Regions from separate parts of the Mus musculus genome. Here region 2 is linked to region 1. Evidence: chromatin contacts called from public Hi-C data. All regions are on one chromosome and are shown on one strand. Each heading gives the region's core, a stretch centred on a gene start, on an enhancer-like site or on the middle of the called end of the contact. The rest is flanking DNA. Distances are from core to core; before and after follow the strand shown.

Evidence for each region. A called contact is a pair of places that touch in the nucleus more often than the background predicts.
Region 2: a contact with region 1 is called in a Hi-C map of uterus, with 8 times the contacts expected there. The contact joins the enhancer-like site here to the promoter of 2610316D01Rik in region 1. A contact is called at or near these places in 5 of 39 promoter capture datasets (cranial neural crest, frontonasal cranial neural crest, hippocampal neurons and 2 more), 31 of 484 Hi-C or Micro-C datasets (B cells, Sertoli cells, brain and 17 more) and 5 of 115 datasets of contacts at active chromatin or transcription factors (embryonic forebrain, embryonic limb bud, forebrain and 2 more).

What each region holds. Positions count from the first base shown.
Region 1 is chr3:45,372,718-45,380,594 of GRCm38.p6, reverse strand. 2610316D01Rik (RIKEN cDNA 2610316D01 gene) reads left to right here and starts at 2,335. Exons shown (of 9, transcript NR_045172.1): 1 at 2,335-2,453. It overlaps Pcdh10 (protocadherin 10), which reads right to left and starts at 2,197. Exons shown (of 5, transcript NM_001098172.1): 1 at 1-2,197. The coding sequence starts at 1,342.
Region 2 is chr3:50,901,782-50,909,148 of GRCm38.p6, reverse strand. No RefSeq gene overlaps it. Among named protein-coding and RNA genes, the nearest start is that of Gm37548, 17 kb to the right of the region's middle. Within about 2 kb of position 4,123, at least 115 of the 459 cell types and tissues checked have an H3K27ac peak or open chromatin away from gene starts, as enhancers often do. A contact at or near this core is called in brain, cerebellar granule neurons, cerebellum and 8 more, where this site is marked.

The DNA of each region.
Region 1 (7,877 bases), core at 1,086-3,585:
ACTTACTGGTGGAGAGTGCAGGCTCGCCCCGGTCGCGGGCCACCACGGTCAGGGTGTAGGAGTCCCCAGCCTCTCGGTCCAAGGGGGCTTCGGTCACGATAGTGTAGTAATTCTTGAAGGAAGACTTGAGGCGGAACGGCACGTCTCCCAGAAGCTCACACTGCACCTGCCCGTTCTCCTCTGAGTCCCGATCGGTCACGCTGAACAGAGCCACCACCGTGCCAGGGGCCGCACCCTCGCTCACCGCCTCTTTCACTGTGCTGAAGCTGATCTCTGGTGCGTTGTCGTTGGCATCCAGCACTCTCACCAGAACCTTGCAGTGCGCAGGCACAGCATTGGGACCCAAGTCCTTGGCTTGGACATACACCTGATACACTGGGCTCTCTTCATAGTCCAGCTCGCCGCTCACCTCCAGCCGGCCGGTGCGCGGCGACAGTCCGAAGAGCTCCCGAGCCCTGGGTGAAATGTGACTACTGAACGAGTACACGACCTCGCCATTCTGGCCTTCATCAGGGTCGGTGGCATTAAGCTGGATCACTAGCGTGCCAGGGGGAGAATTCTCTGGTAGGGAAACTGTGTAGACGGGTTGGTCAAAAGCGGGCACATTGTCGTTGGAGTCGAGCACTCGGATGGTGAGCAAGGCCGTGCCAGTACGCTGCTGCTGGGGGGGCAGGCCGGCTCCCCCACCGCCTCCCCCTCCTTCCCCTCCTCCTCCCCCTCCTCCCCCGTCCACCGCGGTCAGCACGTAGCGGTGCACCGCTTGCTGTTCTCGGTCCAGTGGCTTCTCCAGGACCAGTTCGGCGAATCGGTTGCCATCTCCCTGGGTCTGTACGTCTAGCGAGAAGTAGCTATTTGGGGTTATCTCGTAGTCTCGCAAGGAGTTGGTCCCCACGTCTGGGTCGAAGGCGCTCTCCAAGGGAAAGCGGGTGCCTGGCGTGGCGCTCTCTGAGATCTCCACTGTCAGGTCGGGCTCTGGGAAGGAGGGAGGGTTGTCATTGATGTCCAGCACTTCGATCTCCACTCGGAACAGCTCCAGCGGGTTCTCCAGAAAGACCTCCAGGTGCAGGACACAAGAGGGGCTCTGCTTACAGATTTGCTCGCGATCTATCTTCTCGTTTACGTACAGAACCCCGGTCTCCAGATTGAGGTCCAAGTAAGGGGTCCGTGAGTTGGCCACCGTCTGAAACCTGCGAGCTGAAAGTTTTGTAATGTCCAAGCCCAGGTCTTCAGCGATATTCCCCACGAAAGTGCCATGTTCCTGCTCTTCCTGCACAGTATAATGAAGCTGGGAAAAGACTCCGTCCACCATCCAGAGCAAGGCAAAGAATAACAGCACAATCATTTCCAAAAGGAAAAGGAAGCAGCTCCCCTGTAGCCAGCCAGCCACCCCGATCACCGCCCCCCAACCACCACCACAAAAAGAATAATAATAATCTAAAAAATATAAATAAAAGTGTGCTGCGTGGGGGGGGGGCTCCTGTGGCTGTATTAAAATTTTGATTCCTTTTGCTTCATTTTAGAGCGTCTCCAAATCGAGCCTCATTTTTCAATCTTAGCGCAGAAAGGGTGACAGATGTCCCCTATGCTCAGCCGTAATCTTCCCACTGACCAATTAATAAAATAACGATCATACAATAGTCAGCCTCCTTTATTCCGACAGTGTTGGCGCAACGCGGCGCTGGCAAATCCCAAGGAGGAAATTTCGATATTTCAAGACTGTCCTAGGTTTGTCTTCCTGCTGATGGGAGGAGAATGTGGAGGAGGAAGAAGAGGAGAAGGAGGAAGATGAAGAGGAAAAGAAGGTAGAGGAGATGCTGCCGGCACCACTGAACATGCCTCTTGATATCAACGGCTGGCAAACGCGAGCGGGGTTAAAGACAGCGAGAAAAATTTTTGCTGGAAAAACACGGAGCCGTTCTGCAGCATAAAACTTTCATTCTCTTCATTTCTCCGGATGGACGTTCCTCTTGTCATTTTCTTCCCTCTGTCTCTCTTTGCATCTCTTGGCTTTCATAGTCTTGTGTCTATTCTCAACTTCACTGGCTCTGGCTTTGCGTGAACACAACCAGCTATTTCTTTTCTGCTGTTTCCTTTGCAAGCCTCTCTCCCTCTAACCTGCCTCTTCTCCTCTCAGTCCATCCTGCCTCCTGCTTCAGCCCCAATGCTTGTGATCTCGGCTGGCAGTTTCTGAGCTCCGAGCGCTCCGCTTCTCTGTTTTTGCGCAGCGCCCTCATTCTGCCAACCAATCGCCGAGGAGCACCACCCACCGAGCGACTGTTCGTTGGCTAAAGTGGCCGTCAAGTAGTTACGTCACGCGGCAGCCAGGAGGGGCGGGGCAGAACGCTCGCTTTGGCTGCGGGAGTGAGTGTGAGTGTGAGAGCAAGAACAGCCCGCAGGTCCCGAGGCGCTTGCAGGGGACTCTGCCGCGGAAAGTTCCCAGTCCCCAGCCGCAGGTAATGGGCAGGGAATAAGAGAGGTTCCCCTGTTTGCATCAGCAAATACGAAAACATAATAGCAACAGCTGCGGTAGCCTCTCCAAGGAGCGGGGTTTCCAGTGACGCTAACATTCTTTTTTTCCTTTAAGGTGTTTTCCCTCCTGCTGATCGTGGAAAGAAATCACCAAGAAGAGGGGAAAGTTGCCCCGGGGCCGGTAGTCATGTAGGGGTTACCAAAGCAAGGGACTCTGGCAGAGATGCGCGCGGACAATTTAAATGCCGGCATAAAATGGCATGTGTCAATCAAAGCTAGAGGGTCAGAAGGGGAGGTGTGGGGAGGATAGACCAGGCTGCAAAGGGAGTGCGGAGGTGAATTCCCCCTAAAGCGGAGGGATTCAGACCAAGGGACTTGGGGCGACAGCTCCTATAGACGGGCAGATGGTTGAACGTCTACCCATCTAATGTCTACCCACAAAATGCTTGGTTACTAAATTAACTCGTTTGGGGACATTGCTTCGAACTGTGAGTACCCCAGTCAAGGACTGGGGGCTTCTTTGTAGTTTATGCATGGGAGCCCGCCATCGTTAAACCCACTCTAGGGCACCGGATCCAGCACCACCCATCACAGCGAGGCGCTAGCAATATCCCTGCGCCTCGCCTGGCCCCGCGCCAGGCAGCAGTGGCGAGCGCGGGCTTTTCTTTTCTTTTCTTCTTTTGCCTGATTTCTGTTTTAATTATTTATTTTTCTTTTACCCTTGGTGATCCATCCCTGCCTCCATAACTAGAGGGGGTGTGGGAAGAAGGTACATGCCCAGCCCGAAGACAGCTCTCTGGAGAATGACCGTGGGGTGGCCGCGAGGGCGGGCGGGGCGGTGCACACGCACACGGGGGATAGAGTGTGCACCGCTGCGGGAATCCACCGGCACGTTTGCACATTCCTGGTGCTGGCCCTCGTCCTCGCTGGCTGGCCACAAGCTGAGTTCGGTGCGAATCCCTGGGGAGCAGTCCGGGGATTCTGAGCCGCGCGCCTGACTAGCCACGGGTATCCACACGCCCAGTTCCCGGGAAGTTATAAGGCGGCGGGAACGAACTCTCCGCTGCTGGGAGAGCCCGCTGAATGCCTGTCCTTCAAGGATAAATATCGAAGAATACGTTTTAATACTTATCAACGTGCTGCCCGCAAGGAATAGGTTGTTTATTTTCCGGAGGAGCCGTTTAAGCCAAAGACTAGAATGACTCCCTAGAGGCTTCCCGGTAATGAATGACCCAGGAGTAACGCTACAGCAACCGAAGGGAAGGAATGGTACCACCCCTCCCCCTATACTGCCCTCCCCTCCCACCCCCCACCCCGCCCGCAAGGTACGCTACAGTGCCTTCTGGAAAGAAATTAGGAGTGCGCGTCCCCACGCGTGATTGACAGCGAGGCGTGCTCGGACCACTCGGGAGAGTCCGTGTTTAACGGCCTGTTCCCCTACCCCTACCACTTGCCTCTTGCGGAGAGATGGGTTCTACCTTTAAGAGGGTAGGTGGAAAAGGAGCCAGCAAACATGGCTAAGCCTTTTCCAGCTGCATTGAATTGACCATCCGCCAAAACCAAACCGCTACAGTTTAAAATGATTTTAGCGTCACGTCTGCGGCGGAGAATGAAGCGGCAGAGCAGAAAAAGGACCTGTGGATCAATGAAAAGGGGCTCAGAGTGTATCCGAATATTAATACACTGTGGCCATCTGTGCTTCCCGCCCCTCCCCCTCCCTTCAGAGCTACAACATTAAAATGCAATTTTTCTAGCACCCCAAGCTGACTCATCCGAAACCCTGGGCCTTTAAAAAAAAATCCAAACACGATGGTAATGCTTTAATGTGTTTATTTGTACGGACGGAACACTTGTGTGTCTGCATGTTTTCGTGTGAGAGACACGCTGCGGAATGACAGTGCAGATGTGCTGGCGGAGGTTTGTGTCTCGGAAAGGAGCTTGAAGTTCGAGCTGACTTAGGGCGTTTGCAGAACGCCGGCGAGCTTGCCGAGGTGGAGATGAGAACGTGAAGAGATGGCCAGATTTCCCTGAGATTTCCCTGTAAATAATCAGTGCATCCACTGTAACACTTGAGCCGCTTTTTTTTTTTTTTTTTTTTTTTTTTTTTTTTAAATGGTGGCAGCTGTGTTTGAATGGGGACCATTTCCAGAAACGTGGGTTGCAGGCGTCTCCTAGCGGCGAAAGCGGCATAGGGCAAGTGAAATGATTTTGCTGTGGAGCCCGCCTTCTGCCTTTGTAGGGTTTGCCTGCTGGGGGCTCTGCTGCATTCTGCAGGTCACGGAGGCCAGAGTCCAGGCCATCAAAGCAAAGCCAGGCTTCTCCACTGGTCCTGCCTCGCTGACTTTTTTGGTCTCTGAGGTGCCATCCCCTGGACTATAGGGGTGACAATGGAGTCCTCCTAGCCAAATAAAAGCGACCCAGGCCCTCTGCCCTCCCTGAGAAAACTCAAGCCAAGGAGGATTGCATGGGCAGTTTGCTCGCACCCAACATTTGCAGGTGGGCATTATAATAAGGTCTTTGAAAGAAACCAATCCTGTGATCTTGAGCTCAAAAACAGTACTTAAATTTTTCTTTCAAAAATGTCTTTTGAGCTAAACATGTATGTTTTCTGTCTTAGTCGCAATTAGGCAAATACTTTCCCCTCCACCTTTTCATAATCTTTCCTTGTTTACCCTTCTTTGAATCCTAGTGTTTAGTGAAGTCACAGTTATAGACCAGGTAATCTGGGGGGGAGGAAGCGGCTTCTTTGAAGTGCGGCGGGCTTTGTCCCTGGGCTCTGCCTTACAGCTGTGGGAGAAGCAAACAGGAGCCTGCAATCTGCCTCCCCCATCCTCTGAGCCCAAGGAGCACCAGCACTCTGTTCCCTAACAAACTGCATTCCTGGATAGGGGCGAGAAAGGTGTTTAATCATTTGTAAAGAGATAAAAATCAGCTTTCATGAAAATCTCGGGTTATATGTGAATGTGGTAGCTTTTTTTGTTTGTTTGTTTCTAAGTGAGGCAGAACAGAAGTAAGAAGGCACCAAGGATCTCCAAGAGCATGGAAACTAAATAATAGGGTGGCTTTCTTGTCTGCCACCTCTTACTGGAGAGGGCAGGAGAGACAGGTTTGTTAACTAGCTTTTGGATAAACGAATGTTTGCCGTGATTTAATATGACTGCAAAGCAATCTGTTTTAAAATCCTCTTATTATTGCACTGTGCTCAGAACTTTGAGAAAAAGTGAATCTGATGTTTTGCCATTTTTTTTTCTAGGAATTGGAAGGAATACTTCCAATTGCACCAGTAAGGAAGGCTAGAAACATTAGGTAGGACCAGGATTGAATTGGATGGGTTCCTGCCTGGGCCACTTTTACTCCCAACTCATAGTGTCAACAGTGTAGCTACAGGTTTTACAGATAGCCAAGAACTAGGTCCATACACACACTCTAGATAAATACAGCTTAATAGGAAAGCAAGCAAATCTTTGGAACTAAGCTCACAAACACAGTGACAGCTCTTAAAGCATATTTACAGCAAAAGGGAGAGTATGGATTAGAGCATTTGGAAACAATTGGTATTGTATGCTGCTATAGACATTTGAGTGACTAGTAACTGTCTAAGGCTCTGAAGCAAATAGAGAACAAACCAGGGAATCTTATTCTTGGGGCTGGACATCCCAGATTGTGTACTAAGTTCTACTGTCTTGATACTCAAAGTAGAAATGTACGACTGTATCTTGTTTAAGCTAGTAAGTATTGGCATGGCTTCACATTGCAGTGTCTTTTCATTCATCCTACAGGGCCAGTATTTTGTTAAACTCTAAACAGTGAATTAAAAGCACTGGATGGGCCGAAGCAAGCCTCTAATGCAAAATGACAAATTGCACTTAAGCAATACATGAGCAAGAAAATGATTTATGGATTTTTACAATGGTCCGAGCAAATGAAAGTCACATGAATTATACATCCTAATGCTCCAGATATCATTTTCTAATAATACATTTTCAGTTCACATACCATACTCTCTTTACTAGAAGAGAAATTGATCAGGGATATTTTTAAATTAGCCAAAGTCTTTGGATACTGTTGCTAAAGACATAGGGATGTATACTTCCCCTTGATTTGAGGATGGGGAACTAATAAATATCAAACAAACATTTTTGCCATATCCTTACACATTGTTATTAGAAGAAGGAAACAACCTTTTGAACATTTGCGCTGTATCATCATCTTTCAAAAGGGAAGCAACAGCTCTTACTTTGGCAGTTTTCATTGCCTTTTGTCTCTTTTTCTGGAAAAAAAAAATCAAATTCATTACCTCATCTTGCCCCTTTCTCCCATTGTGCTGGATATTGAAAAGTCTGATTTCTTTAAAATGTCTCTTGGCCTCTCCATATTTTCTTTATCCTATTTTTTTATGATAAAAATTCTTTAGTGCATTGGAAACATATGTGAGCTAATGAAATTGTCCTGCAACTCTTTGTGAGCAAAACATACCCCATGAGCTGCCTCCAATGATTTTAAGAATCATATAAACTTTTATATGGTAATAGTATTTTGATTTTGCAAACTTAAAATATTTTGTTCCATCTGAGATGTGATTAGCAATGACTCAAAGCATTTTCATTTAACTCTGTGACTTTCAAGTGGGTCTTTCTTGGTGTCACATGCCATTGTAAGTGAAGGCAGTGCCTTTGCTGGGCTGTATACTTAACCAAAGCAAACTGCTGAGCAGACAGAGACCTCTAGAGGTACAGTAAGATTCATCTGAATCGCCAGCATGCTTTAAATAAAGGAGAGAAAAGAAAAAGAAACAATAAAAACAACAAAAAAGAAAACACTGAATCCCACCTTCTGCCTTCCACAACATTAACAACCACTCTTACTAAAAGATTACTGAAATCAATGATGTGATTAGGATTGTAAATAAGAAGTACAAGGCATCAGATTTTAAAAGCCAGCTGCGCCACTAACAGGGAGATGTGTGCATTTTACTGATGGGACCCAGAGGCAGAAAATGAAGCTTCAAACACTGGGGTCGATACAGAACAATTTCAAAAATTAATTGCAAGTCTTGATTAAGTTTATATGAGCAAGAAAGAAATTCAGAAAGAGCTCCGCCTCTCTCTTCCCCAGTGGCCTGAGTTCTCATTTGACACAGATAGAAATCCAGCTTGGTCCCAGCTCTTGCTAAGGAAGCATAAATTGTTTTCTTAGGGGAAGTCCCTTGATCTTACAGATAGAGAATAAGATGACTCAAATTGTGATTGAGGTTATAAACCATACAGCTCTGTTCTGAATCATTTGAAAATAATCTTAGACAAGGGCTGTATGGAAATAATATCCAAAGTGGCTTCAGAATTGCATTAATAATTATAATTACAGCAATAAATCACAACAGAGAGTGAATCTAATACTTCAATAAAAAG
Region 2 (7,367 bases), core at 2,874-5,373, 5.5 Mb before region 1:
CTCAGCAGTTATGAGCACATACTACTTTTGTAGAGACCCAAGTTTGGTTCGCAGCACCTGTATGCCAGCGCACAACAGCCCATCACTCCCCTGGCCTCTGAAGGCACTGCAGTCATGTGCACACACCCCTCTATTCACATAAATGTAATTAAAGACAAAACCTTTAGTGAGACCTGAAATAGGCCTTACACTGTCACTGGGCTGCAGCTAGAAGACTATGAACACACTGGAGGTTGGTCACCTTCATTGCCTTCCCAGTTTCTAGAAGATGGCTACTCTATCCCTTGGATGGGCATTTGCCCATCTTGCAGTCCAGCAACTAAGATCTTCAGCCTGTTTCCTCCGGAATTGTCTCCTTTCAGACTCTCCTGTCTCTGTCTTAGAAGCTCCTGGTATTAACAGACCTCATAGACCTACCTCTTCAGGTTCTCCAGGACACCCGTACCGTATCAGCCTATAACAATCACCAAAGCCTCGTCACTGGGTTGGAGAACTGATTCCCATGTTCTAAGGGTTGGAGTGGATACATCTTGGGGCGGGTGGGCAGGGAGCAGGGACAATTTGCTTACTACAGAAATAAAAGGGAAAAAACTTCTTGCAAATAAGCAATACTAACACACATTGGGTCCTCCCTTCCCTGAAGATTGGTGTTTTTTTTTTGTTTTTGTTTTTGTTTTTGTTTTTTGGTCCCATATAGGCTTAAAAATGGATGTCTGCTCAGCTGCAATCCTATGATTTACCTCGTGTGTATTGGAAGCACGCCGATTGTATAGAATGAAATGTTTACTTTTTAACCGTCCTTTAAAGGTCACATGGAAAACAGAACTGATGATAAATGAGTTGCCCACATGGAGCAATGAAGGTGAGATAGAAAGTGGGTTTCTGGATGAGAGGAGCCAGACACAACCAGAAGAGAGTTGACTAAGAGATTAGCTGACTCAGGAAAATTCTAATCCTACCTTGGGAAGGACACTTGGTTTGATTTATAGTTATTGTAGTTCATAAAAACAACAACAGCAACAACAACAACAACCCAACCAACCCTCCTCTCTTTAAAACCATTTTGTCATTAAGTTTGCAGTTTGTGTCTTTTTGCGGTAAGAAAGGCTATAAACGCCAAGAGCCCCGGTCTCCCAGGTAAATTCTCAGCCCAGGCCTCTGCTGTCTGTGGGTGTTGGTGACTTAGAGCCCACTTTCAGAGATATATTGAAATTCTATATCAAGCTAAAGGATGCCCTGTAATATTCGAGTTTTCTTCCAGAACAAACAGACTTGACATGGTTCAAGTACCTGTCCCCCGAATAAAACAAAAAGCCATTCTTCTAGAGTCACGCATGCTTCTAGACCTTTCCCTGCAGCTGTTGTTTAGTTTTTCTTGATGACCAGGCAGGTTTTGATTTCCAGGGTAGTCTGTTATTAAGTCGGGGAGGGTAGGTTTCTACTGGGATCCCCAGCCTGGAGAAGCAGGGGATCCCCCCAGCCTCTGAAAGGGTGTGAAACTTTTCAACTCTCCTCTCCTCTCCTCCCCTCCCCTCCCCTCCCCTCTCTCCCTCTCTCCTCCCCCCTCTCTCCCTCTCTCCTCCCCCTTCTCTTTTCTGGTCCCCTTGTCTCCTTTCATCTCCCCTGCCCTTCCCCTTCCTCTTTCCCTCCCTCTGCCTTTCTTACTTCTCAGTCCTCTATCTTGGTTACCTTTGGTAGGTCTCTTACTCTCAAGGAAAAAAAATGCTCTGCAGGTATCTGTAGGCTCTCCTACCCTCAGATCCAGCGAATGTTACCACAGAATGAGCTGGTTTATATTTTGTACTTAGGGACTTTCAAAAGTATTATCATTGAGGTTGCTGATCCCATTGATAACTCTCATCAGCCATGGCCAAGTGGTGATCATGACTTTTGTTGATGGTTATCGGTGTTTACTGGTTGGACTCTTGGGTTGTCAGGCAACATCTTTTTAATTTGATAGAAATCAAAGGAAAGTAATCTCTCTCTCTCTCTCTCTCTCTCTCTCTCTCTCTCTCTCTCTCTCTCTCTCTCTCTCTCTCTCTCTCTCTCTCTCTTCCCCTCTCCCTCTCCCTCTCCCCTCCTCCTCTCCCTCCCTCCCCACCCCACTCTGGTTATTCTGCAGCTTTGTGATATTTGAAAAATCTCAGAATAACAGTATCTTCTTAATGGAGGTTAAGACTCTTATTAAATATTACTCAGTGGTTTTCAAAGTTCTGGGTGCTATAAACCATTGGGGGACCTTGGTCAAAGTGCAGACTTCTAAGACCTAGAGGCAGATTTTAGCATTCAGTAGCTCTGGATGACCCTCGTCTTTGCATTTCCACATATTCTCAGGTTGTTAATACAGGGACGGGTCGGTGGCTGGACCCAGATCGTGGCGAAGCGAGCTGCCCTGTTAGCTCTCCACCTGCCCCACACAGTGTTTCCATGCAGGCTGCCGTTCTTTAAGCTGGGAGTGTTGTTTTCTTTCGCTCAACCCGGGAAGGAGCCTTTCCCCAGCTCAGTGTTTCACCTGCATTGCTATTTTCAGAGCTTTTGGTTTCAGTATGAGAATCGAAGGTTGAACTGAAATCAAATACATTTGTCTGGGAGTGGGATGGTCTGTCAGGCATTGATCTCCTTGAGCTGGCGCTCTCTGGGAACGCCTCCCCAGTGAGAATCCCAGTCAGGATTCTAAAGGTTACATGGAATAGGCCTGATTTCTGAGCTTCTCTGGGGAGATCACTTAATTCATAAAGCACAAAGTGGAGAAAGCCGCCACATACCCACAACTCCCCCTCGTTAAGTAACCAGAGCACGGTTCCTGTTATAGAAGAAAATAACGTGTTGATTAGCGTGTAAGCCAGAAAATACCCCCGAGCGGTGAATCTTTAAAGATGAAATAGTTGCACTTTGGAAGACGGGGAAAAATGGCAAAATGAAATCCGGGTAGAGTCGGCTTTGCGAAGGCTGGGTTTCTGCGTGCGCGCTCACGGCATTCAGCCACGAGGGGGCAGCATTGCACTTTGGTTGAAAAAACGGTCTGGCAGGAAGGGAGCCCTTTAAAGGAACATAACATCTACGTGAGCAAAGCTAAAAACCAGAACATTAGCAAGCACCAGAAAACCAACAACGCAGAGCCCAACTGTCTTTGTTATAATGTGCCGTCTTCGCTTCTCCCGTGGACGGGATTTAATATTGTAGTATTAAGACTTTCTGGGCCATATCACGTCAGTTCATAAATACATGCTTAGGGGTGGTGGTGGGTATGCAGTGAGATTATTATGATTATATGTATATATATTATACCTTCCACTTTTGTTTGCCTTGCCTTTCTCAGCTTACCGTTCTTGCGTTGTTGTCAAATACCAGGTCTCCCACATTGCTTCCTCCAAGGCAGAGCCCAGACCTTCTGTGGGCTGCCCCTCGGTGTGGCCCGTGATTTTGTGGAGTTCCATGGAGTTTGGCTAGAAAGTTACTTACTCCTTTCCTTTTTGTACAAAACTAGGTTCTTAATTTCCATGGTTCTGGCCCTTCTCTAGGGATTGTAGCCATGGAGACACTTTCAGAGGAGTCAAACCATCGCTCTGTGGGGAGTAGTTGCATCTTTGAAATGGACCCCTAAGTCACACTGAGACCAAATCCAGCCTTTGAGCTGAGAAACTCAAGCTCCACCAGCTCAGGGGCGGCTTCCCTATGCTCCCGGACAGTGAGTGAGTGCCTGGTGTTGAAGGTGCATAGTAAATATTTGTCCAGTGAACGAGCCCCATTTCAACCCTCACGCCGTGACCGATCACCATGCCCTTCACCCACTTGGGATTTGCTTTTGGCTAATGACTAACGTGAGACCACACGAGGCTGGAGGTGTTCACTTGCCTTTCTTTCTAGTCTCCAACACTGTTTTCTTTCTGAGTTTGCAGGGTCATGGTGACATGAGGCAGAGTTTCTTGCGGGGGTGGGGGTGGGGGGAGTCATTTTTGTTTCTCTGATGTTTGCATACAATTACAGTGTTAATTCTGCCTTTGTGTTGGGAGTTCACAAAGACCAGATTAAAGTTTCCCCTCGGTGTTACTACCTGGCTCCTTCCTCCTCCCCTTTTCTTCTCTTCTTGTTGGGAAACTTGACTTTGAGCAGGGCAGGGACTAACAGGCAGCGGGAAGATTAATTACCCTCCTTGGAATCTCACTTGACTGGGCAAGGTGAGACAGTTCAATTATGTAATCATGCTGGCAGTCTTGGCTTCCCAGGCCCTGGGTGCTAGGACTACCCTCTTCCTGCATTTTAATTATTATGAGGGACTCGCTCTGCTCCTTGTAACTCTCCAGTGAACCCTCAGGCCGTGGGAAAGGAGCTGTCAGTTTTGGCAGGAGATGCTCCAATCGCTGGCATCTCTGCCCTCTTCGAGGGTTCCTGTGGAGAGTCTCCGTGCTCCTGTTGGAAGCTGTGGTTGGGCTGCCTGGCTGCGTCTCTTGGGCCATGTGGATTCCTTTTCTCTATCGCACAGCTTTTTAAGGCTTTCTCCTTTGCCTTGAGAAAGGCTCCCATTGAAGCTACGGGCCAGGGAGCCTCATTCGAGTGGAATGCATTAGAGGTGGGAAGTGTAGCAGACCCTCCTGCAATGGCTGAGAGGTTATCATCTGCTGTGTCCAACACCGGGGGGGGGGCAGGGACCACATGTGGCCATTAGCACCTGAACCATGGCCAGTGCAATTAAGGAGCTGAATTTTTAATTAGAATTAATGTGAAGTTCAACAGTTATCTATGGCCAATGGATACTCTATTGGGCAGTGAAAGACTCCTGTAACCATTATGTCCACAAAGGAGATGATCTCTCTCTCTCTCTCTCTCTCTCTCTCTCTGTGTGTGTGTGTGTGTGTGCGTGTGGCTTGATTGTTGCACTATCATATAAAGGACCCCCCCCCAGTCTCACTATTGCTAGTGCTAGATTTTTTTTCTACCATGCCCTCTTGTTTTTCACTACCCCTACCCCACTCCCATACCAAAGATACATCTTAGTTATGCTAGACCTTACAAAAAGGGACAGGAGAATGGAGTTTTCCATATTCTGTTATGAGTCCTTATCTCCTTGGTTGGTAAATGACTATAATCTTAGTGAAAGGCACATTCCCCCCAAATGCAATGTCAGGTAGACCAGTTATCTTAGTGAAGTACTGGGTCATCTGCTGTGATATTGCCACTAACTTAGTGCCACACTGCCTGGCTATCTTTGGCATAGTGCTTCAAAGTTGTTTGGAGACGTTGTCCCTTGACCAGCCCAGGTGAGAGCTTGTTTTTGACAATAAGCTCTTGAAAAAAAATGACCTTATAAAACAAACTATGCCTTGAACTATACACAAGAAAGAAAAAACGGTGATAAACATAGGTGTTAGGAACATAGTTAGTTTGGTAAGTCCAACCCAGGAGAAGAAGAAAGCGGGTGAAGGTGGCACATGCTTATAACACCAACTCTGGAGAGACAGAGTGTTCCCCTGACCAGGCACCCCCTTCTACTTGGCAAGTCAATGAGAGATTCTGTCTCTAAAATCTCTTTTGTCTCAACACCCACAGATGCACATGCACACACACACACATACACACACACACACACACATGCACACTTGCATACACACTCACATGCACACACACATGCACACATACACTACATGTACACACACTCATATGCATACACACACACACACACACATAGAGAGAGCAGGTATAGGACATGAAGTACAATAGGAATTGGAATGAAGTGATAGCATCCCTCATTTTCCCATACTCAAGCCTCCCTCAAGCCAACAAACTCATTCTTCGGCTGCTGCCATCACCCGCCCCCCTCCTTTGGCCCTGTTCTTTGTGGATCTTGGTTGCTAAAATTTCACAAACAAGAGGGGAGAACAGCAACAGAAACCTCAGGTCTGTAAAAGTCTCTCTCTGGCTCCTGTGGTTTACCGTGTGAGTTAATTTGAGCCGTCCCAGTGAGAACCCAGAGTGACAGAAACAGCAGCCAATCTGCTGTTGTACAAGCGAGTGCATGCAGCCTGCTTGCGAACGCCTTGGAAAATGTCTGCAGAGATGCAGCTCACAGGGGTGGTTCTTTAAATTTAGCCAGGTTTGTAAAGAGCCCATTTACTGCCTGACTCGGAGCTAACTCCTGTGGCAGAGTGGAATTTGAGGCTAGATGCCAGTGAGAAGAAGTCAGCTTGGATACCAAACTGCGAGCCTGTGAGGGCCAGGAAAAGGACTGTTGGAACAGAAAGCTTCCTGGAATGTAAGGAACAGGAAAACGTCCAGAAGGATGCATCTAGAGACAGTGCACAGATAGGTTGTCCAGAAAGGCTGGGATGCTGCAGACAAGGGATGGGAGAGGCAGAACAAGAAGAGAGGGGGAATCCTACTATACTCTTTGATTTCATGAAGGTTGAAAACAAGCCTTTGAAACAGATGACCAGAAACTAGTGGGTCTTAAGAAAAACCATTTCCCTGTCTTGCGTTGAGCTTCAATTCTATAAATAAAACATATTAGCAAGCAAACAAGCAAACCCTATACTCACATGTTTCTCTCATTAGGCTAAGAGTTTGCCAGTATCAGGAGGAATGTTTTAGATTCACTAGTAAAATCGTCTTCAAGTTTCTTGGAGAAAAATTAAAATGCAACAAGAAGGTGGTTTTCTTTGTATCCTGGCCTCTCTCCTGGCCTTCCACCCCAAGGCAATCTCTTCCTATTTTCTCTGGAGACGAAGAGATCATGACTGATTGACATCTAATTGCAAAGGTTGTTATTCATGTCAGGGACTGTATCAGGCAGGGTTCGCTAGAGGAACGGAACTAAAAGAATGTAGGTATGTTATTAAAGTAGATTTATTAGATTGGCTTATGGTGTAAGGTTCGAGTAGTCCAACGATGGCCATTGGCCATCCTTGGCTGCCATCTGGGAGGTGCCTACATTGAGAGCAGGTGTGTCCCCTTCAGTTAATATTTTTTGGAAATGTTCTCACAGGTATGCTTTAGCTGACATCAGGTTGACAACCAGAACAAACCATCACAGAGATTCTCACTTTGATGGACCCTAGGACCTACTTAACAACACAGTCCTTGGGGCCAGAGCACTGATTCAGATTCTTAAAGGAGGGCACTAAGAAGCCCAGGCTATAAAATTGCTGGCAATAAGGAAGAGGTATAAACATGTTAAAATGTTAAGGTTCAGACTAAGTGATCGGGTAGACCAGGGATCTGGTAGTTAGGAACGTCCCCAAACATAGTTTATGGAATACCTTTTATCTACTGGGTTGGAAGTGAAAGGTTAAGGCATTATAGGGTGTTTGTGTCTTGCTGTGAGTAATTAGGTAGTAAAACTTTCTTTTCTTCATATAATGATTGAAGGGACA